Linked DNA regions of Sus scrofa: region 1 is linked to region 2. Evidence: chromatin contacts called from public Hi-C data. All regions are on one chromosome and are shown on one strand. Each heading gives the region's core, a stretch centred on a gene start, on an enhancer-like site or on the middle of the called end of the contact. The rest is flanking DNA. Distances are from core to core; before and after follow the strand shown.

What was found. Hi-C and Micro-C count contacts between places; a contact is called where the count stands out from the background.
Region 1: a contact with region 2 is called in a Hi-C map of embryonic fibroblasts, with 1.7 times the contacts expected there. The contact joins two enhancer-like sites. A contact is called at or near these places in 2 of 47 Hi-C or Micro-C datasets (embryonic fibroblasts and fetal heart ventricle) and 1 of 2 datasets of contacts at active chromatin or transcription factors (skeletal muscle).

The regions. Positions count from the first base shown.
Region 1 is chr14:121,327,945-121,330,644 of Sscrofa11.1, reverse strand. PDCD4 (programmed cell death protein 4) reads right to left here. Exons shown (of 12, transcript XM_021073216.1): 9 at 931-1,038; 10 at 584-694. All of the region lies in intron 3 of BBIP1 (BBSome-interacting protein 1), which reads left to right. Among named protein-coding and RNA genes, the nearest start is that of SHOC2, 19 kb to the left of the region's middle. Within about 2 kb of position 1,379, at least 3 of the 83 cell types and tissues checked have an H3K27ac peak or open chromatin away from gene starts, as enhancers often do.
Region 2 is chr14:121,093,973-121,096,672 of Sscrofa11.1, reverse strand. All of the region lies in intron 1 of RBM20 (RNA-binding protein 20), which reads right to left. Among named protein-coding and RNA genes, the nearest start is that of RBM20, 36 kb to the right of the region's middle. Within about 2 kb of position 1,367, at least 5 of the 83 cell types and tissues checked have an H3K27ac peak or open chromatin away from gene starts, as enhancers often do.

The DNA of each region.
Region 1 (2,700 bases), core at 130-2,629, 230 kb before region 2:
ACTTTATAGTCTGTTAGAAGTTCATGTTTCTCTCTAGATATAAAAAAGAAATTGTCATATCTTAGAAACCGAACTCTTGAGGAAGAACACACATCACATTTTTCAAAATTCAGGTTTAAAAGAAAAAACACTGAAGTATTTATTACTTTCCAGAAAATGGCTGTGAGAGATTCAAACAGTAGCATTAAAAAATGCATATTACGGAGTTCCCGTCGTGGCGCAGTGGTTAACGAATCCGACTAGGAACCATGAGGTTGCAGGTTCGGTCCCTGCCCTTACTCAGTGGGCTAACGATCCGGCGTTGCCATGAGCTGTGGTGTAGGTTGCAGACGTGGCTCGGATCCTGCGTTGCTGTGGCTCTGGCATAGGCCGGTGGCTACAGCTCCGATTCGACCCCTAGCCTAGGAACCTCCATATGCCGCGGGAGCGGCCCAAGAAATAGCAAAAAAAGAGACCAAAAAAAAAAAAAAAATGCATATTACTAAACATTCTAAAAGAAAATTTCATTGACAATTCATAATCCGTATTCAATCATTATATAAGATATAAGCCTAAAAAGTTTTCAAAATAATGTTATACTTACTCTTTTCATTTGGTCTAGAGTAATGGTAGAAGATTTCCAAAGAGATTTTAATAAATCCAAAATCATTTTAAAGGTACTTTCTCCAGTTGACTCTAAAACCATTATAATGGCCTAAAAAAGGAATGAACAAATGAATTATTAAACTTTTACTCATTTTCAGATAAGAATCTGCTCCTAAAGTCCATCAGATCTAATATGTAACTATAATCATTACGAAAATTTTAAAACTCTCTCCCTTAATATTAAAGGTTTTAAAAAGAAAACAAAAATGTATGTTATTAAAGAAACAGTAAATCGCTGTAAAAAAGGACACAATAATTCTCTTTAGAATGTCAAAATAACCTTACTTCATATACAAGCTCATGGTGAAAATGAGGTACTTCCAATTCCTTAAGGCAATGTTCAGCTTCCGATATGTCTCCAGAGAGTAAATACTCTTTCAGCAGCATATCAATCTATTAGATTTAAAAATTGAGATGTGTTAGAGTTCTTGATTTTTAAAAATTGTGCTTTGCCTAAAGGATTTATTTACCCTCATCTCAATATATTACATGATGAAATTAGGTCACAAAACATTTGTCTAGGAATAGTCCTGACATGACTCTATCATAACAGTTTTTCATAATTAAAAAACAAATCCTCAAATTTTAAATAATTCATAATCATTAAGGAAATTCTGTGTTTCAGTGTTTTTTAATACCACTGAGATCTATGAGCTCTCTTAGATGTACATGACTTGGGTTATGAATATAATGTTCCCTTGGGAAACAATGTACCTTGAATACCACTAGAGGGCACTAACTGAAAGTCTCAAATTTTTTAAGTGACACAAAACTGATTTCCATCAGGATGACCTTAGTATTGCACTGGGAGCCAAAAAAATGAGAGATGATAATAGGGCTTTACTAGACAAGTCAAAGATTTCCAAACAGTTTTCTCTTTTCTCTACAGCAGAAGATTTGAGACCTATTATCTAAAACATTCATCAGGAGTTCCCGTCGCAGCGCAGTGGTTAACGAATCCGACTAGGAACCATCAGGTTGCGCGTTTGGTCCCTGCCCTTGCTCAGTGGGTTAACGATCCAGCGTCGCAGTGAGCTGTGGTGTAGGTTGCAGACGCGGCTCAGATCCAGAGTTGCTGTGGCTCTGGCGTAGGCCGGTGGCTGCAGCTCCGATTCCACCCCTAGCCTGGGAACCTCCATATGCCACGGGAGCGGCCCAAGAAATAGCAAAAAGACAAAAATAAAAAATAAAACATTCATCAATAATTCAGCTTCCAATTATAGCTAAAGAGGCAAGTCTTGACTCTGCTGTTCAAATTTGCATGGTAACATCTATTGCTTCAGAGAAAAGGAGAAAAAGTTTTTCAGCACAAGAACTTCAACTACAAATATTCTCCCCTATAATTGCCTGTTAAAACTACCTTTAAACTTGGTGGACACTAAATGAATGCTGGCTGACTGAATAAAATAATCTCATTTAAGTATGTTCTATCTTTAAACTGTACAACATATTCTCATAAAAAGTAAAGTTTTACCAACAGAATACATCTTGACGAATAATTCCTATTATCATTCTTTAGGAAAGTATTTAAAGCATGGCACTTGACTAAGTATTTTCACTTTATAATTAAAAGATAATATATTTATTATTTAAATTATATCAGTTCTTTAACTTTGTTATGTAACTTTAAGTATTTAAATTTTTTTTTTTTTTTTTTTTTTTTTGTCTTTTCTAGGGCCGCGCCCATGGCATATGGAGGTTCCCAGGCTAGGGACTGAATCAGAGCTACAGCTGCCCGGCCAACGCAACAGCCACAGCAACTCGGGATCCAAGCCACATCTGTGACCTACACCACAGCTCATGGCAACGCCGGATCCTTAACCCACTAAGCGAGGCCAGGGATCGAACCTGCAACCTCATGGTTCCTAGTCGGATTCGTTAACCACTGAGCCACGACGGGAACTCCCTAAAATAATTATTAAATTATTATTTCCCACTGGGTTTCATGCCATTTTTGACAATAAATTATAATACATGTATATATTTCTAAAAGTCCATTTTGTCCAACTCACCCTTCCATATAAAAAAAATGAATAACCAAATAATGTCAATCTC
Region 2 (2,700 bases), core at 118-2,617:
AAAACTACTGGCTTAAATTATTTTAAGACACTTAACATAATTACTTGAGATAATTATCTCCAAAACTGGAGAATGAACTCAAGAAAGTCTAAAGAATATAGTCCATCAACAGCCTCAAAAATACCAGATCCTATGTTTGATCTCAAAGACTTAAACAGTATTGGTCTTAGTGGCCTGCATGTACTATCAGCTTGTTAATATTTAGGCTTCCTTTATGCAATTAAAATTATTTGGATTTAAAAGCTTCAACACTACTAATCTAGTGAGCTTTTAAGTGATCCACAAACACTTGGGAGACACTATCAAGCTTGTGTAGTCATGACACAAATGTCCAGGTACAAGTTATGTAATTCAAGCCTGCCTGCCACCTGGACATGGATTGGGAATTGAGTATAACTCTAAGGTACTCAGAACTTGTTTAAACTGAAGAGCATTGAACCCCTGCTCTAATTCGAAAGCACTAGGGTAAATACAGCAGCCTTGGATTTAAGAGCTCATGGTTGTAAGCAAAGCCCCAGGGACATGAGAGCCAGGCACAGCATATGTGAGCTCATTATACAATTACAGGTTTTCTCATGGATTTTACAAAAAATAAGAATTGAAGAGTTTGTATTGTGGCTCAGCACATTAAGAATCTGACATAGTGTCCATGAGGATGCAGGTTCAGTCCCTGGCCTCAATCAGTGGGTTAAGGATCTAGCATTGCTCCAAACTGCAGCACAGGTTGAAGATGCAGCTCAGATCCAGTGTTGCTGTGGCTATAGCACTGGCCTGCAGCTGCAGCTCTAATTTGACCCCTAGCCCAGGCACTTCCATATCCCGAAGGTGTGGCCATAAAAAAAAAAAGAAGAAGAAAAAGAAAAGAAGAATTGTCCATGAACAACTCACGCATGAATAGCATCCTACATGGTTCACTTGCTATTAAAACCCAGCCCTTCCAATACATTTGCAGGCCAATGGCTGTAAGTGACTTCTGATTTCCTTCTCATCCATAAAAGGACTGACATGCATGCTTAAAGAGAGATCCTCTGTCTCCAGGCAACAACCTTAAGGAATAATTGCAATATAAATGTCCAGGGCTAAGTGTGTGTTGCGGGGGAGGGGGGGTCAGTGGAGGACACAACAATGCCAGGTCCACCCCTGGTCCCCAGAAGACACATCCTCAAACTGCCCAGGGAAAGCTTCTCTACTGTGGACTGATTCTGCTCAAAATGGAAGCCAACCCCCAAAAGGTGCATCACACATAAAAAATGATATTCCCTTTATATGTGACTCAAGCTCCTGCTTCACCAAGCCATGACAATTTCAGATAACGCTCTATTTTAAACACATCAATTCAAGAAAACCTCTTGAACCAACTCAATCCCTGACCCACAGCTAAACCTCATTCCCTCAGGTTCAACACGAGCTGATGTCCTCAAAATGCAGAGAGATGGAAATAAGCGGGTCACACGATGTAACCTTATGCAGTCAATACCTCCCAACTCTTGCCGCTGGTGGCCTTGACCTCAGTAGCTGACAAGGATTCTCCTAATACCCAGTTTCAATGCCAGTGAGGCTGGCATAGAACATACATGTGGGCATAACTAGCAGCAGTAAAAACCAGTACAAACTTTTTTGGAAAGCCATTTGAAATACACACACACACAGACTTAAAGATAGCCCCACACTTTGCTCCAAAAAATTGCGGTAATAAGACTATAACCTAATATGAAGAAAGCTTTAGGCAAAAAGATGTTTCCACAGGAGTTCCCGTCGTGGCGCAGCGGTTAACAAATCCGACTAGGAACCATGAGGTTGCGGGTTCAATCCCTGGCCTTGCTCAGTGGGTTAACGATCCGGCGTTGCCGTGACCTGTGGTGTAGGTTGCAGCCGCAGCTCGAGTCCCACATTGCTGTGGCTCTGGTGTAGGCTGGAGGCTACAGCCCCGATTGGACCCCTAGCCTGGAAACCTCCATATGCCTCGGGAGCAGCCCAAGAAAATGGCAAAAAAAAAAAAAAGACAAAAAAATATATATATATATATGTTTCTACAGAATATTTTTTTAAATAAGAAAACCCCAACCGGGAATGTTATGCAGCCAGTATGCATGTTTGTAAAATAATGTTAAGTGAAAAAAAGCAGACTTCAAAATTGAGCATTGTAGTATAATTAAAACCAGGAAAAAGGAAAAAACTAATTTATGGATAGAAAAAGAAGGCAATGGGGGCTATGCCAAACAGCAGCTGATTTTGGAGCGTGGACCCATAAGGATTTTTTCCTCCTTTTCTACTGTCCTATAATAAGCACGTGTTAAGTCCCATTTGAAAAACTGGTAAGGTTCAGGTCCATCGTACGTCCCAGCATGTTGGGGGCACTGGCGCCCCAAAAGAAAGACGCTGCTTTCCCAATCCAGGAAGAAAGACCATCTGTCCGGGGCCGCAATGCCAGTCCAGGTCCAAGGTCTCCAAGCTGGAGACAAGAGGCTAAGGATGGAGCAGCTTCGGAGGCGCTGGTGAACCGCGCGGGCGTGCACGCAGACCTCCCCGCGTTCTCCTGGGAAGATGCCAGGGGCCCAGTGCACAGCCCCAAGGCCGATGACCCCCGCCCGACAGCTCGGCGGGTTCGAGGGAGGGCTGCCGAGAGCCAAGAGAAGCGGTCTCCGGGAGCGAGGACTCAGGGTTCTGGCGCAGAGGACACACCGCGCACGGAAAGCCTCC